6 separate regions of the Mus musculus genome follow, and all the other regions are linked to region 6. A link is a contact called in public Hi-C, HiChIP or PLAC-seq and promoter capture Hi-C data. All regions are on one chromosome and are shown on one strand. The core of a region is the stretch at or near the end of the contact, and the rest is flanking DNA. Distances in the headings are between cores, read along the strand shown. Region 1 holds the start of 1810062O18Rik (RIKEN cDNA 1810062O18 gene). Region 2 holds the start of Myoz1 (myozenin 1). Region 3 holds the start of Sec24c (Sec24 related gene family, member C (S. cerevisiae)). Region 4 holds the start of Camk2g (calcium/calmodulin-dependent protein kinase II gamma). Region 5 holds the start of Fut11 (fucosyltransferase 11). Region 6 holds the start of Kat6b (K(lysine) acetyltransferase 6B).

The links. Promoter capture Hi-C pulls out the DNA fragments that hold promoters and counts their contacts. A called contact is a pair of places that touch in the nucleus more often than the background predicts. HiChIP or PLAC-seq counts read pairs in DNA pulled down with a chosen protein or histone mark.
Region 1: a promoter capture Hi-C map of pre-B cells shows a contact between it and region 6, with 3 times the contacts expected there. The contact joins the promoter of 1810062O18Rik here to the promoter of Kat6b in region 6. A contact is called at or near these places in 1 of 39 promoter capture datasets (pre-B cells) and 1 of 484 Hi-C or Micro-C datasets (CD4 T cells).
Region 2: a contact with region 6 is called in a promoter capture Hi-C map of pre-B cells, with 2.2 times the contacts expected there. The contact joins the promoter of Myoz1 here to the promoter of Kat6b in region 6. A contact is called at or near these places in 1 of 39 promoter capture datasets (pre-B cells) and 1 of 484 Hi-C or Micro-C datasets (CD4 T cells).
Region 3: a contact with region 6 is called in a Hi-C map of double positive thymocytes, with 5 times the contacts expected there. The contact joins the promoter of Sec24c here to the promoter of Kat6b in region 6. A contact is called at or near these places in 2 of 39 promoter capture datasets (neutrophils and pre-B cells), 1 of 484 Hi-C or Micro-C datasets (double positive thymocytes) and 1 of 115 datasets of contacts at active chromatin or transcription factors (trophoblast stem cells).
Region 4: a contact with region 6 is called in a promoter capture Hi-C map of pre-B cells, with 3 times the contacts expected there. The contact joins the promoter of Camk2g here to the promoter of Kat6b in region 6. A contact is called at or near these places in 1 of 39 promoter capture datasets (pre-B cells) and 4 of 484 Hi-C or Micro-C datasets (embryonic stem cells and regulatory T cells).
Region 5: a FOXA1 HiChIP or PLAC-seq map of pancreatic cancer cells shows a contact between it and region 6. The contact joins the promoter of Fut11 here to the promoter of Kat6b in region 6. A contact is called at or near these places in 1 of 39 promoter capture datasets (the 3T3-L1 cell line), 1 of 115 datasets of contacts at active chromatin or transcription factors (pancreatic cancer cells) and 1 of 9 other capture datasets (adipose tissue).

Annotation. Positions count from the first base shown.
Region 1 is chr14:20,544,907-20,547,606 of GRCm38.p6, reverse strand. 1810062O18Rik (RIKEN cDNA 1810062O18 gene) reads right to left here and starts at 1,314. Exons shown (of 6, transcript NR_033571.1): 1 at 1,263-1,314. Ppp3cb (protein phosphatase 3, catalytic subunit, beta isoform) reads left to right here and starts at 1,034. Exons shown (of 14, transcript NM_008914.3): 1 at 1,034-1,251. The coding sequence starts at 1,167.
Region 2 is chr14:20,654,926-20,657,855 of GRCm38.p6, reverse strand. It overlaps Myoz1 (myozenin 1), which reads left to right and starts at 1,316. Exons shown (of 6, transcript NM_021508.3): 1 at 1,316-1,424; 2 at 2,490-2,580. The coding sequence starts at 2,508.
Region 3 is chr14:20,672,971-20,675,670 of GRCm38.p6, reverse strand. It overlaps Sec24c (Sec24 related gene family, member C (S. cerevisiae)), which reads right to left and starts at 1,350. Exons shown (of 23, transcript NM_172596.2): 1 at 1,283-1,350.
Region 4 is chr14:20,792,569-20,795,515 of GRCm38.p6, reverse strand. It overlaps Camk2g (calcium/calmodulin-dependent protein kinase II gamma), which reads left to right and starts at 1,428. Exons shown (of 21, transcript NM_001360186.1): 1 at 1,428-1,615; 2 at 2,903-2,947. The coding sequence starts at 1,551. Gm30108 (predicted gene, 30108) reads right to left here and starts at 1,277. Exons shown (of 2, transcript NR_153779.1): 1 at 1,056-1,277.
Region 5 is chr14:20,693,696-20,696,395 of GRCm38.p6, reverse strand. It overlaps Fut11 (fucosyltransferase 11), which reads right to left and starts at 1,428. Exons shown (of 3, transcript NM_028428.2): 1 at 698-1,428; 2 at 1-608. The coding sequence starts at 1,393. Sec24c (Sec24 related gene family, member C (S. cerevisiae)) reads right to left here. Exons shown (of 23, transcript NM_172596.2): 23 at 1,546-2,700. The coding sequence ends at 2,605.
Region 6 is chr14:21,498,393-21,501,106 of GRCm38.p6, reverse strand. Kat6b (K(lysine) acetyltransferase 6B) reads right to left here and starts at 1,322. Exons shown (of 17, transcript NM_017479.3): 1 at 1,147-1,322.

The DNA.
Region 1 (2,700 bases), core at 65-2,564, 950 kb after region 6:
AATAACTGTTAAGGACCACCTGTACTTGTTTCTTGACCTCTTGGATGCTGGTCAACTTGGATCTGTTTCTGCAAGTTGCCCAAATTCAAATTCCGAGTATGTACAAAGATAAGGAACTAATTTCCTATTTTCTACCTACTTAGTCTCTGCTTTCCATTTTTTTCTATTTCATTTCTTTATTTACAAGTTTTAGTAGATGTCAGACTAGAAGGAGTCTAATTCCTTCTTTCCATTGTCTCCTTCGGCCATGGGGATTAGTCCTAAGGAACTTAAATCACAGTCCTTGGCTGCAAGCACCTTTATCCATTGAACCATCTCTCTGCCTTCAAATTTATTTGCTCAGTGAATTACGAGAGAGGCAATGGCTTTCCAGGGGAATCTTACAGGTTCTCAGGACACCTCTTGGTGTCATTCCCTACTTCCCTTGATCCATTTTGGTTCTTAAATCGTGGTGCTTAGACTTTTCCAGCTGAATTTATGTGCCTTTGGACTTTTCCAAACTCTCAAAGCAAGAGTTCGAATTCTATGCAACTCTCTAGGGCCCCGTTTTGTTGAGACAGTCTCACTTTGTTGCCCTGAGTGGTTAGACCTAGCTAGACTTGAACTTACAGAGTTCTGCCTTCCCCTGCCTCCTGAGGTCTGGTATTAAAGGGAAAATTTCATTTTAAATGATAATGCCACTCTATAGATTCCCTGATGCTTCTTTCATTTTTCTCTCTGGCCATAGTATTATCACTTAGATTTTGTAGATAAATTGTCATATATTTGTCTAGGCCTGGGAAATTCTGAGATCAAATTACACCTCTTCATTTTCCTGGGCTCCAAAGCGGCCAAAAAACCGTCCTTTTTTCCCCTTGCATTTTATCAACAGCCCCTCAGTTTAATCTGCAACCTCTCTTTACTGGTTTGTCTTTCTGCATGTACGGAATTTTCACCTGATCCCTTGGACTGTTTCCGTTTCTGTAGTAGCCTCGGTAATTTTGCTCAAGTCCCTGGAGCTTGTCCCGCCCCCGCCCCTGCACGCGCGATGCATGACGGTCTTAGCCCCTCTGAAGGGAAAGAGGGTCCGCCATGTTCCCCGGCGGCGCCGCCGCTTGGCTCTGGTAGCCGCCGCCCCCGCCCCCAACCCCGCCCGTCCCGGCACCTAGCCGAGCCCCGGGCCCAGCATGGCCGCCCCGGAGCCGGCCCGGGCCGCGCCGCCCCCGCCCCCGCCCCCACCGCCCCCTCTCGGGGCCGACCGCGTCGTCAAAGGTGAGAGGTACCCGAAGCCTGGGGGCCTGGCGTGAGGCGCGGTGTGAGGGCGGGCGGGAGTCCGTCCCCTCAGGAGCGGGCCTGGCGGGGCGGGCGAGTGACTGGCTGCCTCCCTTGGGGAGTGGCCCCTGGGCGGGTCCCCGCTGGGCCGGGCCGAGGCGTAGGCTGCTCCTCGGTCTCCCGCTCGCCCTGCAGGCCCGGGCGGGCGTCGTGCGCGGGCTGTCGCTAACGCGGGCTCAGGGCCGTCCGCCGCAGTGAGCCCCTTTCTTTCCTGCTTTGCCTGTGGTCGGCGCGGCGCCCGCGTTAAGAGCTTCCGGCTCCTCGACAGCTGCACTCCCGGCTTGCCCGGGCGCACCGAGGGGCCCCGGAACCCCTTAGCCGCACGCCGTTGGACTCGCCCGCGTTCTGGCCCACGCCTGCTCCCGGGTGACAACGCCTAGCTAGCGCCAGCCGCAGGGGGTTTGCGCTCGGCCCTCAGATGCCACCCCGCGCGGAAATCGGGAAAACCGTATGGGACTGGACCAGGATGAAGGATCCCGGGGTGACCTAGGAACCCAGACGTAGCTGCGGGGCAGGGGAAAAAGCCATCTTACAAAGAGGAGGCAAAAAAGTCCCATGTATAGGAAGTGGTACACTTAACAGAAAGGGTTTTACAAGCCGCCTCTAAACACACGACTTACTCTTTAGAAGGAAAAGTGAAATTCTTCTGAGCCAGGGAGGACGTGTGTGTACAGATAAACAGATTTATTTAAATTAAATTGAGAGGCAGTTGAAAGTTCCTTAAAAGTCCAGGCTCTCAGAGAGAGCCCATCTACCACACTAATACTATGGATTAAGAATATTAAGAACTGAAATTATTTTTCTTTATTTTGCAGTCAATAAGCAGAAATCGTAAAATGAAGATTTCGTCATTTAGATTATGCTCATTTTTAAAGTTATTTTAATTTTCAAATTCAGTGTCTCAAGTATAGACTGGCACAGTGTTTAAATACTGCTAGCTTTGCTTTGAATTGTGACCATGGTTTGCCATTAAAATATTTTAAAACAAACCCTTTTCTCGTGTGTGTGTGTGTGTGTGTATGTATGTATGTATGTATGTGTGCTGGTTTTTCGAGATAGGGCTTTTTTGCGTAGTCTTAGCCAGGAACTTGGAAAGTAGGCTGGTCTGGAACTCAGAGATATGCCTGCCTCTGCTTCTTAAGAGCCCAATCAAAGGTGTACGCCACCACTGCCCACCTGTGTTTTTTCTGTTTTCAATCTGCACTTTAGGTTCTTAAAGCATGACATATGTGGTTGGGTTAAGCATTAGAATGAACTAAATAGGACTGGAGTAAGAGCGGGTAAGAGCACTGACTGCTCTTCCAGAAGTCTGAGTTCAGTTCCTAGCAGCCACATGGTAGCTCACAACCATCTGTCATGGGATCTGATGCCTCTTCTGGTGTGTCTGGA
Region 2 (2,930 bases), core at 67-2,566, 840 kb after region 6:
CTAAATTACACCCATGCCCACCCACCCCCAAAAGCCAATTCCTTAGGCAGCCGTATAAGAGTAAAAGGTACAGGAGCAAGCTGGTTTCAGGACATGAGTGGGAGATGAGGGAGGATCCAGGGTATTGCTTCAGCTCTCACCCTTCCTAATGCTGTGACCTTTGAATACAGTACCTCATGTTGTGTTGACCTGCAACCATAAAATTACTGCTATCATCATCATTTTAAAAATTTATTTATAGTATGTATATGAGTACACCATTGCTCTCCTTGGACACACCAGAAGAGGGCATCAGACCCCATTGCAGATGGTTGTGAGCCATCATGTGGTTGCTGGGAATTGAACTCAAGACCTCTGGAAGAGCATTCAGTGCTCTTAACCACTAAGCCATCTCTCCAGCCCCTATTATTATTATTATTAGTAGTAGTAGTAGTAGTAATTATTATTATTATTATTATTATTATTATTATTATTATTATTATTATTTTGAGACAGGGTTTCTCTGTGTAGCCTTGGCTGTCTTGGAACTCACTTTGTAGACCAGGCTAGCCTGGAACTCAGGGATCTACCTGTCTCTACCTCTCAAGTGCTAGGATTAAAGGTGTGCACCACCCACCATGCTTGGCATCATAAAATTATTTTTGTTGCTACTTCATAACTGTAATTTTGCTACTGTTATGAATTATAATGTAAATATCTATATTTGAGATATCTGACATTGACCCCTATGAAAGGGTTGTTTGACCCCCCATGGGGGTCAGGACCCACAGGTTGAGAGTACCCACGGGCCTTTGTAAGATCATCTGCACTAGGGTTCACTAAGTTGGTTCCTCACCCTGTCAAGATCTAACCCTCTTAGACAGAAAGCCAACCTATTCAGGAAGTTAGAAGCAATGCCACTGTGAAAATTTCCATCCTATCTTCAACTTAGGGCTTTAATCCCTCCCACCCACAAATACACTCATGGGTCCCCTCCAGCCCTGGCCTGGAATGGCCCTGAGTAGCCCACAATTCATGTTTTCTGTTTTGTTTTTTCCTATACCTACTCTTAATTCTTACCCACCACTATCTGCTCCCTCTCGGCCTCCTGAAATGCTTCTTTGGAGAAAGAAGGCAAGGAGGAGGCACACCCCTTCGGCTGACTGATCCCTGGCTCAGACAGTCTGGTGGGAACATTTTGTAGCCCTGTTTCCCTCTTCCTGAACCTCAGGCAAAGAGGGCAGGCTCTCGGTTCCAGGGTCTCAGTACCCCCTGTGCCATTTGAGCTGCTTGTGTTCATCAACTCTATTAATAACCTCCTCCCTCCCCCACTGCCGGTGCTGCCCCTACGCTCGCTCGCCCCGGCTCAGGTTCTCTAGTCACTGCAGCTTAGTCCTCCGAAGCTGCTGGACCCCGGGGAGAGCCGACCACCAACTGAGCAGCTGGTAAGTCTATGGTTCTATCTACCGGAAGAAGGGGCTGGAGCCCACTCTTCTGAGCTCCTTGTTTGCAACTGTGATTCTCCATCCTCAGGGAATGGTCTCTCTTCTCATCTCTGCTCAGCTGCCAACAGTCCAGTTGGAGTTACAGAGTTGGAAAGAAAGGGACCTAAGGAGTTGGGAGGAATTAAGATATGTGGGGAGGTACCTGACAGATGGGAAAGGGTGCTTTGGAATGCCACTAAGTTGGTAGAGTGTGGTTGTGTTTGTGAGACAGGACACCACGGAAAATAGCAGGGCTGTTAGGGAGAGGATGGTGTGCATACATTTTCTTATCTTGTCGCCATCCACGGCCAGATCTTATTCCTGTGTTTCTGTTCCCCCCACAATTCTCTACTTCCACGTACTATATTGCTGAGCTGACATCTGCCACAGCTCAAATGCCCTTAGCTAGCTCTCTGCTCCAGCCCTGAACCTTGGGATCGGAGTGCCTGAAGGAACAAGGAACATACCCATGACCTCTCGGGCCACGTTCCAGCTGGCCTCCTGGAAGATCAACAACCTCTCCTTCCTATGGAGAAGGTTTCGTCTGAATCTCAACACTAATTAGCAGAACATTGCTTTACGCCCATGGACCCCAAGGGAAGCCTAAGGAGGAGACTAGAGTCTGGAGCCACAGTTGTAGTCTGATATCCCGATACAAATAAGGACTTTAAGTCACGCCAGGCCCAGGAAGCCTGAGTGCATTGCTCTGCCAGTGTTGCTTTTGAAACCCCCTTCGGCCCTAGCTGTATTTCCGATGCCCACACAGGAGCTATGGAAAGTGGACACAGCCCTTGGTAAGAGATAAGGAAAGGGTACAGTTCTTCCTCCTGTCCTGCTTCCAAAGAAAACAGAAGACTGTGACAGTTTACGTTCTGGGGAATACTAATTTCTGTAAAGACGTATGCATGCGTGCACACACACATGCAAACATGCACATGGAAAAAAAACTGAAGAAATTTTGTCCTTAATCCCAAGTGTACGGCTGTAGTGCGGATGCTCATTCTCCCACTCCATCTCTCCTTCCAGGTCAGATCCACCTCCACCATGCCACTCTCAGGAACCCCGGCCCCTAACAAGAGGAGGAAGTCAAGCAAACTGATTATGGAGCTCACTGGAGGTAGGGTGTGCGTGCTTGTAGAGCCCCAATGCAGGACTTTTAAGAGCATGCCTGACTCAAGAGTCCCAGAAATGATGTAAGACAGGATATAAGTCAGAGTGAAAAAAAAAAAAAAAAAAAAAAACAAGAGGAATTGCAGCTGTAGAGGGTGTGGGAGACGGGATGATGGGAGGGGTGAGAAGGGGCAGGAGAAAGACACAGGAAGAACTCAGCATCCACTCTGCATCCTCCCATCCTTCCCATTGATTACTCTGAGACAACACCCTGCTAAGATACTGGACATTTTAGCAGGACCCATAGTCAGTCAAGTCCTGTGAGAACACAGGCTAGGCCTCACCAAATGGTTAACT
Region 3 (2,700 bases), core at 101-2,600, 830 kb after region 6:
CATTCTCCAGTGGTATGACTTTCAGTGTCCAGGCAGTCACACAGAGTCCTCTGCCTGATAACTACCATGATGTTACAGGTAAATAAAGCAATGTTTCCACTTTCCATTCATTGTATCTACCACCAAGTCATCCATTCATCCCCCAAAACAGAATAACTTCAAATGTACTAGGTTTTGTTCAAACACACACACACACACACACACACACACACACACACACACACAAAGAAAAACTGTAAAGTAGCTATTTGGGAGAAACAGTATTCTTTGTCTGACCTACAATAATCCAAATGTTACTCTGACCCCAGTCTTTCCATGAACAGAATGTATTAACCTCACAAATGAAACATTTAAGATAAAAAAAAAGTAGCAATATTCCATGGCAAAGGTCATTCATCTCATGTCTCAAGCAGAGGACTATGGGTATTCTACATCCAAGAGCATGCCTGTAATTGTTTCTGTTCTAAGGTTTGTTTGATAGGTCGCTATCAAACTATTGCAATCTTGCCCAGGAACAGAAGGATGAGTTGGAGGTCCTTTTCAGGGGTCATTCCAACAAGGGGACTGGAGATCTAAACATCCTTCTAGTTATTATACAGGCAGAAGAGGCCCAGGAAGAGTGAGACCTCCTTTCAGGTGCTGCAGTAGAACAATAGGTTTCTCTTTGCTAGGAGAGCCCAGAAGCTAAACCGCTGCCGGACTGAAAACTCTGTAAAGTCAAAGCCATTTTAGAACAGTCCTTCCAAACGCTAAACGTTGCACATGCCACCAACATCAAGCCTGGGAAACGTCCCTCTCCCTTTAATTTCCTGAAGGAGGCTGAGGGACCGAATAAGCTCAGAGTCAAACTCCAATCTTGACTCCATTCTAGGGGGATAGCCGAGGGTGACAACCGAAAGGGGCGGGGCAAGCTTCCTAGAACTCTGAAAGTACCCGAGATGCGGAGGCTTGAGCGCTCCAGAGATCGAGATCCGGAAGCCAAGCCAGCCTCTAGGGCCACGAAGAGGGCCGGTTCACTAAGCAGTAAAGACCAATCCTCTAATGCCCTTCAACATGCTGGGAGGGCGAAGCGAGCCGGAACCTGGGCCAGGAGGTGAAGGGAGGGGTCCGGGGACCTAAGACCGATCGCCGGCCACAGATGCGAGAGGTGAGGGTCTCTTTCTAGGCCCCGCCTCCAGGCTCCTCCCTTTCCTCTAAAACCGGACAGCGATCAGGCCAAAAATACCCTGGCCTCTCCTCAGCATTCCTCCCCACCACGCAACCTCGCGATGCCACTCCTCACCCGGCTCCAGATCCAGGTTCGACTTCGTTCCTAACGTCAAGGCTCCCAGGCTCAACTTCCGGTTCCGAGGGGGGGGGGGCTGGCGTGCCGTCCCCGGAAGTTCCGCCCCATGCTCTAGGGCTAGGCCACTCCTTCTGCCACGTCGGCCTTAGGCACGCTTCCGGAAACCCGGATGTTGCGCATGCGTATGTGGTGTATCCCGTCATGGACGCAGTCTGTAAAGTATTGCTGAGTTTCATGCTTTTTTTTTTTTTTTTTTTTTTCTTTCCTTTCCAGATTTTTCCACATTTTCCAGACTTTTTTTATGGCTTTACCAGCTGAGAGGGTATTGAGAAAACTAGGTCAGATTATTTTTAGTAACGCTCCCTTCGTCGTGTGTTGACTTTAAGGACAGCTAGTCTTGTATCCACTTCCTGTTAACCTTTCACCCCGTTGATTTGCGTCCCTACGGTAGAGCTCACCCTGACCTTTGAGCCACACGTGGTAGTGGTAGGGTGGGTTCTAACCCTCGACTTTGGGCCGATTAGTTCAATGTTTGGACAACTTCTGCCCCGGTTTACTTCTTTAATGAAAAGAATTCGTGTCGAACAGTGAATTGGGATGAATTTAGAGACGTTTCCTAAGATTGTTCAGTATAATGTTTATTCAATAAAGATTAGTTACCATTTTATGCCTTGCCCTTTTTTTAATAGAGGTAACTCTACCAGAATATAAAGACCTCCCTGCTCTCTGTTAAAAGAGCTACAATTCTTTCAGTAATCATAAGACTCTTCAGAGAACAATGTTAACTAATAAATGATTATTGCTCTTTTATCCTCTAATCAGTTTTTTGAGACTGGATCTCAATTTATAGGCAGACTATCCTGAAACTGGATATATAACCCATGATCACCGTGAACTCCCACTTTTTATGCTTCCAACCTCTCCGTTGCATGCATTGGAATTCTTTCTGTGCTGTTATGCTTTAAGCACTTCTTTGGGCCAACTTAGGTTCATGAATAGAGTAGGCAAACTGTTTTGTGGGGTTTTTTCCTACGTAATGGTAGTTACACAGTAATGCATGCTTAGAGAAAAATGGGCATTTAAGTTTGCATGTCAGTTACTAACCAGTCAGTTGTTTCTGTCTAGCTTGTTTTAAAATGTCTTATGTATGGGTGTTTTGCCTGAATGTGTATCTGTGCACTTTGTGACTACAGTACCTGCAGAGGCCAGAAGAGGGCACTGGATCCCCTGGAACTGGAGTTAACAAATCTTGTAAGATACATGGATGCTGGAAATCAAACCCAAGTCACCTGGAAAAGCAGCCAGTGTTCTTTGTCACCAGCCCTGTTTCTATCCACTTTTAAAATACTGTCCGTGGATCCTAGTATCAGTATCAGCTGAGACTTGTTAGAAATGTAAATTAATATCTTTCCTAT
Region 4 (2,947 bases), core at 179-2,678, 710 kb after region 6:
GCATCGGGAAATTGCCCTGCACATTGCTCCTCCAGAGTGGCTTTTACTTGACTCTGTCCCATAAAGTTGTAATATTGGAGACAGAGCCGTTCTATGAACACTGAGCCTGGAGCGAAGTACCCAGGGGTTCCTTTGGAGTGCACAGTTTAGTGGGAAGAAAAATACTACACAATAGCTGCAAACACTGTTTGAATAAGGTACTGAGGGTTACTCTAATATTATACATGATTTAACCCAGTAAATGCTCACAGCCCTATGAAGTATACTGCACTATTATTTCCAGTTCTCAAATAAGGCCCAGACAGATTTCATGAACTGCAGAATGCCTGAGGTCAATGATTTTCCAGACATCCGAGAGCTAGGTAGTATGATCCAAGAGTTCTCAATACTGTGTGCTAGCACTCATACTTGCAAATACATCATTACAAAATGTGATAAAGTGTCATAAATAAAAGTACTGGATGCCCACAAGAAAACGAGCATGTTTTCATCTTTTGCTTTTAGCCACTAGTGCACAAAGCCTTTTCAAGACATTCTTACTTTTATCTTTTATTACTGACCTAGGAGAGAACATTTATTTCTAAGACTGGAATGCAGGAAAGCATCACACGGGCCCGCAGGACAGCTCAGTGAGTAAAAAGATGCGTGAGCTAAGCCTGACTACCCAAGTTCCATCCCCCAATGTAGTGAAAAGAGAACCAACTCCCCAAGTTGTGTGACCTCCACACGTGCGCTGTGGCAACCATAGGGCCACAGGCATACACACACGAAACAAATAAATGGAAAGAAAGAAAGAAAGAAAGAAAGAAAGAAAGAAAGAAAGAAAGGAAGGAAGGAAGAAAGAAAGAAAGAAAAGCAAGCAAACATCTTGCCCCATGGCCTGGTTTCGCTGATAAAACCGCGGCTGAAGGTTTTCTGGTTTTGTTTTTTCTTAATGATGCCCTTGATTCTTGCACTAATCTAGAGTGTCGGCACCCTGGGGGAAGGCTGCGGGCAGCTGGCTCTGCAGTCTGGGGGCATCTCTCGAGTGTACAGTCTCACATACGCTCTTTGACCTTGGCATTTTCCGGCTTGGTTCAGGCTGCAGTCATGGGACCCACGTGTGGGGCCTCTCCCCAGACCTCGGTGGTCCAGACCCAACACCACTCAAGAACCACTTTCACACATTGGTTCCTGAGCTCTTGCAGGGTCCGCCCTGGAGGAGCCCGCAGGAGGTGTCTTCCAGTTCGGTCGGTCCCAGTGGGTGGCCGGGAGTGGGGACCCCGCGTCCTTGGCCCTCGGGTGCAGGGGGCCCAGTTCGGGCGGCTCCTGGGGCGGGGCGGGGCCGACGGTGGGAGGCCCCTCCCCGGGGGCGGGGCGGGGGCCAGCGGGGCTTGGGGGCGGGGCCGGCGGGCGGGCGCGGGGGTGTCCCTCCCTCCCTCGCTCTCTCCGGTAAAGTCTCGCGGTGCTGCCGGGCTCAGCCCCGTCTCCTCCTCTTGCTCCCTCGGCCGGGCGGCGGTGACTGTGCACCGACGTCGGCGCGGGCTGCACCGCCGCGTCCGCCCGCCAGTATGGCCACCACCGCCACCTGCACCCGCTTCACCGACGACTACCAGCTTTTCGAGGAGCTCGGCAAGTACGGCCCACCCGCCACGCGCGGCGGCCCCCCACCCTGGTCCAGGCGTCCCGGCGCTCTGCGGCTTCTCGCCCCGCCCCCCGGCCCTGCACCGGCCGCTGCAGCGCCCCCTCGACCCGCCCCACCCCCAGCTTTTCCCGCGTGCTGCCTCGGGGGCCCCTTAGCCCCGGGTTCCCGGTCCCGCAGCCCCCTCCGCGCCCTGCAGCAGCTGCCAGGCTGCTGCACCCGGCGCCGCCGCGGGAACTGCAGCCCCGGGACTGCTCCGGGGCGCCTTCCAGCCCCGCCCCTCCCGCACCCTTCAGACGCTCCCCTCCCTCGACCCCGCCTGTCCACCGCCCCCTCCCCACCCAGCTCCGGAGCCCACTCAGCACCGGCCCCCCAGTTCCCACGCGCCCGGCACTCAGGACCCTCCCCGGCTCTGCAGTTCCAGCCCCGCTGCGGTGCCGGGGTGTGGGGAGATGTTTAGTGCCGGGCCCCGCCCCCCCGCTAGTGCGGCTTCCAGGATCCCAGCCTTGCTGCTGGGCAGTGCTGCGGCACCCCCGGCCCCTCCCCCCATCCCTGCAGTGGTCCCAGGAGCCGTGCGCCGCAGCCGCAGCATCCCCCTCCCCTCCGCACTGAGCTGGCCGCCGCCGCAGCCCGGGTCCCCGCCACCCCCACCCGCGGTGCAGAGCCTGGCCACTGCAGCCCCCGCTCTGCCCGCCCCCCTAGATATTTCCAGAGCCCGAGATCGCAGCCCATTTGGCGGGTCACGTACAGGAAAATAGCACGGGGAAGGGGAGTTACTGCTGTCACAATCAGAGCTGTCTTTCCTCTGTTTCCCTGCTGTCAGTTGAGCGGGGATGCTGTGGGTTTAAGCCAGTTGAGCGGATCTTGAGCGTCACTTTCTCCCAGGCTTAAGGGAAATTTCTCAGGAAACCATACCTTCTGTTTAATCCCTCCTTTTCCCTACTTTCAATTATTTCTGCTGAGAGGAGGAACAAGGTCTCCCTGTTCTTCTCTCTCCTGGTTGCCTTTGCTGGGACCACAAGGCAATCAGTGAGATGCAGCAGGTGTGTATTTGAAGCATCGCCCACCAGTCTGAGGTTTGAGGCTGTTGGAACTAGATGGGAGCCAGGTGGTGCTCCACCCACATCTGTTTAGGGCCATCGGGTGGGCTTACCATTCTTAAGTTAGCTGTTGATTGTCCCTACAAGTCTGGTGGTTGGAGCATGGCTGTCCTCATCTGAAGTATGTGTGTGTCACTTTGCTTGGCGCTGTGTCCCAGTTCTTTCCCCCTTCTCTCTCCAGGGGTGCCTTCTCAGTGGTCCGGAGGTGTGTAAAGAAAACATCTAC
Region 5 (2,700 bases), core at 179-2,678, 800 kb after region 6:
TCTTCGACTTTCCCAAAGCCAGGGGTAGGCACTGGACAGTTCATGTGCGACGACTGGGCAATGCGAGGCTCGGGGACAGGAATGTCCCCATGAGAGGATGCATGTGCTTTCTCGGCATTCAGCCGAGCCAGTTCATGGTCACAGACGAAACACTCAAAGCCATTGAGGTAATTAGGCAACATGGGATCGTTGACTCCCCACTCCCTGTGCTCCAGGTTATCCAGAAGAAACTGGTTGGTGATGCCTCCAGGCTGCTTGTATGCCAGGTATTTCATATACTCGTCATCATTTTTGTCCAGAAAGTCAATAAACTCTGCCAACTTTTGAGGGGACTCAAAGTCATCAATTAGGATGACAGAGTGATTATTGGGCATCCAGTCCCTCACAGAGGGTGATCCACGATACACGGGCACAGCACCCAGATGCATGGGGCGCCACAGTTTTTCTGTCATGTAATCATTGCAGATGGCATTCTCCAGAGCTAAGTGGAACTTATACCGGGACAAAAAGGCCATGAGTTCTGGATCCTCGGTGGTGGCCGTGGCTGTGTCCTGTAATCGCACGGTGGGCGGCTCGCGGTTCTGCAGGCACTTGCCATAGGAATCCACCTAAGCGAGTCAGAGCACGGCGGTCAGCAGGGTGGGGCGTTCGCCCGGCCCACCCCCGCCCCGCCCCGCCCCGCCGCTCTCTCACCCACCGGGATGTAGCGCATGAGCTCGCGTACGTATCGGTCCCGGTCGGAAGGCACATCGCAATGGGACTGCAAATAGAGCAACGGCGCGTATCCGCGGCGACGCCACTCGGCGCGCTCCCGGGGCGGAGGCGCGGGCCGGCGCAAATAGGCGGCCCCGGGCAGCCACTGCAGCGGCAGCGGATAATCCGAGTGGCGGCTGAAAGTGGCGGTGAGATTGAAGAGACGGATGCCCGGGCCGTGGCTCAGTAGGAAGTTATTGAGCGGCGACTCCTCGTGCAGGAGCGCCCAGCTCTGGTGCGCCAGGCGCGGCAGGGGCGCATCAGCCGCGCGGAAGTCCGTGCCGTAAAAGAGCAACGCGCGCGTCCGCGGGTCGGCGCGCGCCCGTCGATCCCGGGACGCCACGCACGCGCCGTGCGCACACTGTATGCGCTCCGAGTCACCTGGGAAGTGCGGAAACAGACCTGGGCTCCACCACAGCAACACTGGTAGGTCCACCGCCTCTCTGTTCCCTGGAGGCGGGGACCCGGGCCCGCGCGCTATCCCCACGGCGCCTAGGGCGGCGGGAGGCCGGAAAACCGCGCCATCCCACGGCTCCTCCCTCTCTGCCTCCCCGGAAGCCTCGGACCCGGAGCTGCTGGCCGAACAGACACTGAGCACCCCCAGGGCGGCCAGCACCGCCTCGGTACAGCGAGCAGCCATGTCCACACCGGACCCCCTCGGACAGCACGAAACCCCGCCCTGCGGCGGGTGGGGAGTGGACTAGGTCCTACGCCATAGGGGCACGCGGCGCATGCGTAACTCCTCTCAGCTGCAGGCAGGGTGGGGAAAAGTCGCGAGTAATGAGAGGGATACTGGTTACATCTTATTTTATTTCTTTACAAATTAAAGATGCATTGAAAAATAAACCAATGAAAAGAAATGAAAGGTCCATAGCAGGGGCATCCTGGGCTGGGAGCAGGCAGGCCTGACCACGGTCATTCCTAGCCCTTGTCCTGCCCAGCCAACTGGAGTTGGAAGATAACTTGTCAGCCACTCAGTCAATACCAAAGCCCAGTAACGTCCTGGCACCGGAAGACAGGGCTCCAGCCATATCTGCCTCTCCCCAACAACGTTTCTGGTGGAAGCTGAGTGGGATGTGGGCTGGCTCTGTGAGGTATTGCAAGTTGACCATCAGGCGCTCTACAGAACCATCCAGGATTGGGGCTTCTCCATCTGGAAAGGAGGCTGCTACTTCCCCAAGGTGTTAATATGTTTTGCAATTCTTACCCCAGGCTCATTCATCCACGAAGTGCTCACCAATCATTGCAGGGGAGAGAGAGCACGCGCAGTGGAAGTAGAGAGATTAGTCATCCATCCTCGGTAACTATGACTTTGCTACTGACCATCAGGCACCCAAAGGACCAACTATTTTACTCTCCACCACCTACGGCCTGTACCCCAGCTCTTGTGCACCTGTATATTTTGTCCCTAATATAGGAAGTTGTTGATGACACGGAGCTGAATTTGCCACCTCCTGTAATAACCCTGGGATTCCCACTTCTTCCTGCCTGCCCTTCCTCTTGGAGGCTCATCCAAAGGGACACACTGTTGCCAGGGCCCAGCTGCCTCCAAACCCCCAACACCGAATCATATACAGTGAACTGAGAAACTACATTCATTACAAGAGGATTAGCAGGAGAAAGGGTAGAGTAAGGGGCCTGAGGCACCTTCGATCAGCAGGACATGACAGAGTGGTAGTGTATTTGAGCCCAGAAAGACGGTGTCTCCTTATATCTCGCCCTCCCCCCAAAAGAAGTCAACTGAGGTCAGCTTACATGACTTATACGATATGGAACTGTCCCAATTTCTCTGTCATCCTGGGGTTCTTCCTGGAAGCTGGCCTGGGACCCTATGCCATTTACCCACTTGCTTTAGCTCAGTAGCTGCCGGATCTCCTTGTGCATATGACAGAGAAAGTCCACATAGGATGCACCTCCACTTAGGCTCTTGTCTTCCACCAGGAAGTG
Region 6 (2,714 bases), core at 73-2,572:
CTGGGAACGCGCGGGGTGGGTGACAGACCTGGCCGCGCGCCACCACCACCGCGCCTGCCGGGGGCGCTGAATCTGCCTGAGAAAGAAGCTACGGCTGCCGCCTGGAGGAGGTGCCGTAGCGCCCGCCACCGCTGCCGCCGCCGCCAGGGGTAGGAGCTAAGCCGCCGCCATTTTGTGTCCCCCTGTTGTTGTCGTTGACATGAATCCGACATGACACTGATTACAGCCCAATGGAGTCTCATTAAACCCAAGACGCGGCCCCGCCCCGGCGCCGTTCCATTGGACGAGAGCACGAACACTTAGGGCCAACCGTTGGCCTACGGGTCTGTCCGTCACCCGCTCGCTAAACACTCTGCCCCCCATTGGGGCAAGTTCCTGCCGGTCATCTCGCCTCCACATAGACACACCTCTCGACCCATCATTTCCCCCCCCCCACCTCCGGCACCACCCCGAGGGAGGGTCGACTGCCAGTACCAATCAACAGACCGCGGGGCCCGCCTTTTCCGGGCACCTATTGGTCCAGCCCTTTTTCTCTCTCACAGACACCGCGCCACCTCTACTTCCACCTACCCGCCCCCTCTACCTCTAGAAATGGATTGGATCTAGGCGCAGGAGAGGCGCTTGGCCTTATTGGCTGTACACGACGCCAATCAGAAGCCTTTTTTCCTCTCCCCTCCCCCACTCAACCCCAAAGCCCCTAGCCCGCAGCTAAAGTTTGTGTGAGAGCTGATCGCTGGCGGCGGCCGCAGGATTTAGGGGTGGGCGCAGGCGGGCGCGCGCGGGCGGGCACGCGAAGTTAAAATTCGAGGTTCTCAGTCGCCTGCTCCCGCCGAGGAGCGCGCGGACGGGCGCGCCGCCCGGAGCGTTCCATCCAGCCCCCTCCTCCACCCTCTCTCCTGTCCTGTCCCGGGCGACTACTCGCCCGCCCCCTGGCTTGCACCCTACCCCCTTCACATACCCCCTACCCTGCCAGCCTCAGGCCGGGTGCAGGCGGAACGATCTCACTGCAGCCTCTTCGCCATCCCATACGGAGGGGGAGCAAGCCCCCTACCCACCGGGTGTGCACCCCCGGCTCCGCACTCGCCCGTGTCTGCAAGCACGTGCACTATTCGCCGCTGCCTCCGGCCACCCCGGTCCCCGGCTAACCTCGCCTCCAGCCCGGCCAATCGCTTGCTGCCCTTTGTTGCTGCAGACCGGGTCTCCCCGCTGCCTTCCTCAGCCTCCGCCTCGTCCTTTGCCAGCCGCCCGGGTCCGCAGCGCCGCGCTCCCCCCGCCCGGGACCCACCGCCGCCGCCTCCTTCTCCTCCTCCGCCTCCTCCTCCTCGGCTCCGGGCTGCAGCGCACAGAGCCCGAGGCAGCGCCGCCCAGCCCCGCTCCCCCCGCGCCGCCCGCTAGCCCGCCTGGCCCGGCCGGGGGCGCAGCCCGGACCCCGCCCGCCCCAGTCTCCGCCCCGGGGGTACCTGCCTCCGCCCCGGGGGGCTCCGCTCACCGCCCTCAGGGGAGGGCGGGGATGCCGGTGTCCGAAAGGATGGGGACGCCTGGGCTGTTTTGGGGTGGGGAGTGTGTCCGCCAGGTCTGGGACTGAGGTGCGGTCTTCTTAAACGCGCCCCCCCTCCCGCCGCCGTGGGCCCCAAACTTCGTCCTTCTCCCGGGTCTTGTACCCTCGGGCGACCGCGGCAGTTTTGGGGTGGGGGATGCCTCAGGAGCTGTCTCTACCCTGATCAGGAGGAAGAGGGAGCAGTGACATTCAGCGACTGCGGACAGGCATCCTCGGGTGGGAGTGGGGATGTCAGACGCAGGCTGGAGAGGGAAGCTGCCCCTCAGGATGCCCTCTCCCGGCCTGCGGGAGAGGCTGGCGAGCTCGGAGCTGCGTTCTGGGTGCTTCCTGGACTGTGCAGCTGGATAACATTGGGGTTGGGCGGGGGGCGACCGCTGGGGGGCCCTTCCCTCGTCTCCAACCAGCGCTGTAAGGAAAGCTGATGGCGAAGTTCGGTTTTCCAGGCTTCCCCTGGGCCCCCGGAGTTCCTGAGGCCCATACGAGGGAGGCTGGGGGATCCTCTGGCCGCCCAGGCAAGGCTACTCTAAAGGTGCCCACATGCCTTGCAGCGCCCTCCGGACTCTGGAGAAAACGTCCTGCTCTTCCCAGAGTTGGGTGGGATGCTGGTAAGAGATACTTGAGAGTATGAGAAAGGTAGACTTGAGAAAAGGCTCCTCCTAACAGAGTTTGAACAGTTTCTCTTCCCAGACCTTTGGGAAGAAGGGAAACAAACCTATGTCCCTGGGAAAGCCAAGTTTCCCCGTGTGGTGGCCGGGGTGAAAAACCACCTGTTGCCTGAAGTTCTGTCCTTGAATCAGGACGTTCTTGGGGCCCCTGATGAGGAGATGTAGGATGTCAAAGAGCAGGAATTTCAGTCTCCCTGCCCTGAATGACTCATTTTCATGCCACTGCCACTCCTGCAGCAGAGTTCAACTCCCCGTTAGAAACTACTGTTCAACTATGTAGGTACTTTGTTAGACCCAATAATCTCAGTTCTTATCTTAGCAGCAGCAGCAGCCCTGTCACATGCAGACAGAAATGCACAAAGGCTACTCTGGTGTGCGAGCTTCCTCTGCTTCTGAGCTTGGCAGCAAGGTGAGGAAGAAGCCAGGACAAAAGGCAGAGGTGAATGAAAGATTAAAAAAAAAAGAGGGGAGAGCAGATTAAAAAAAAAAAA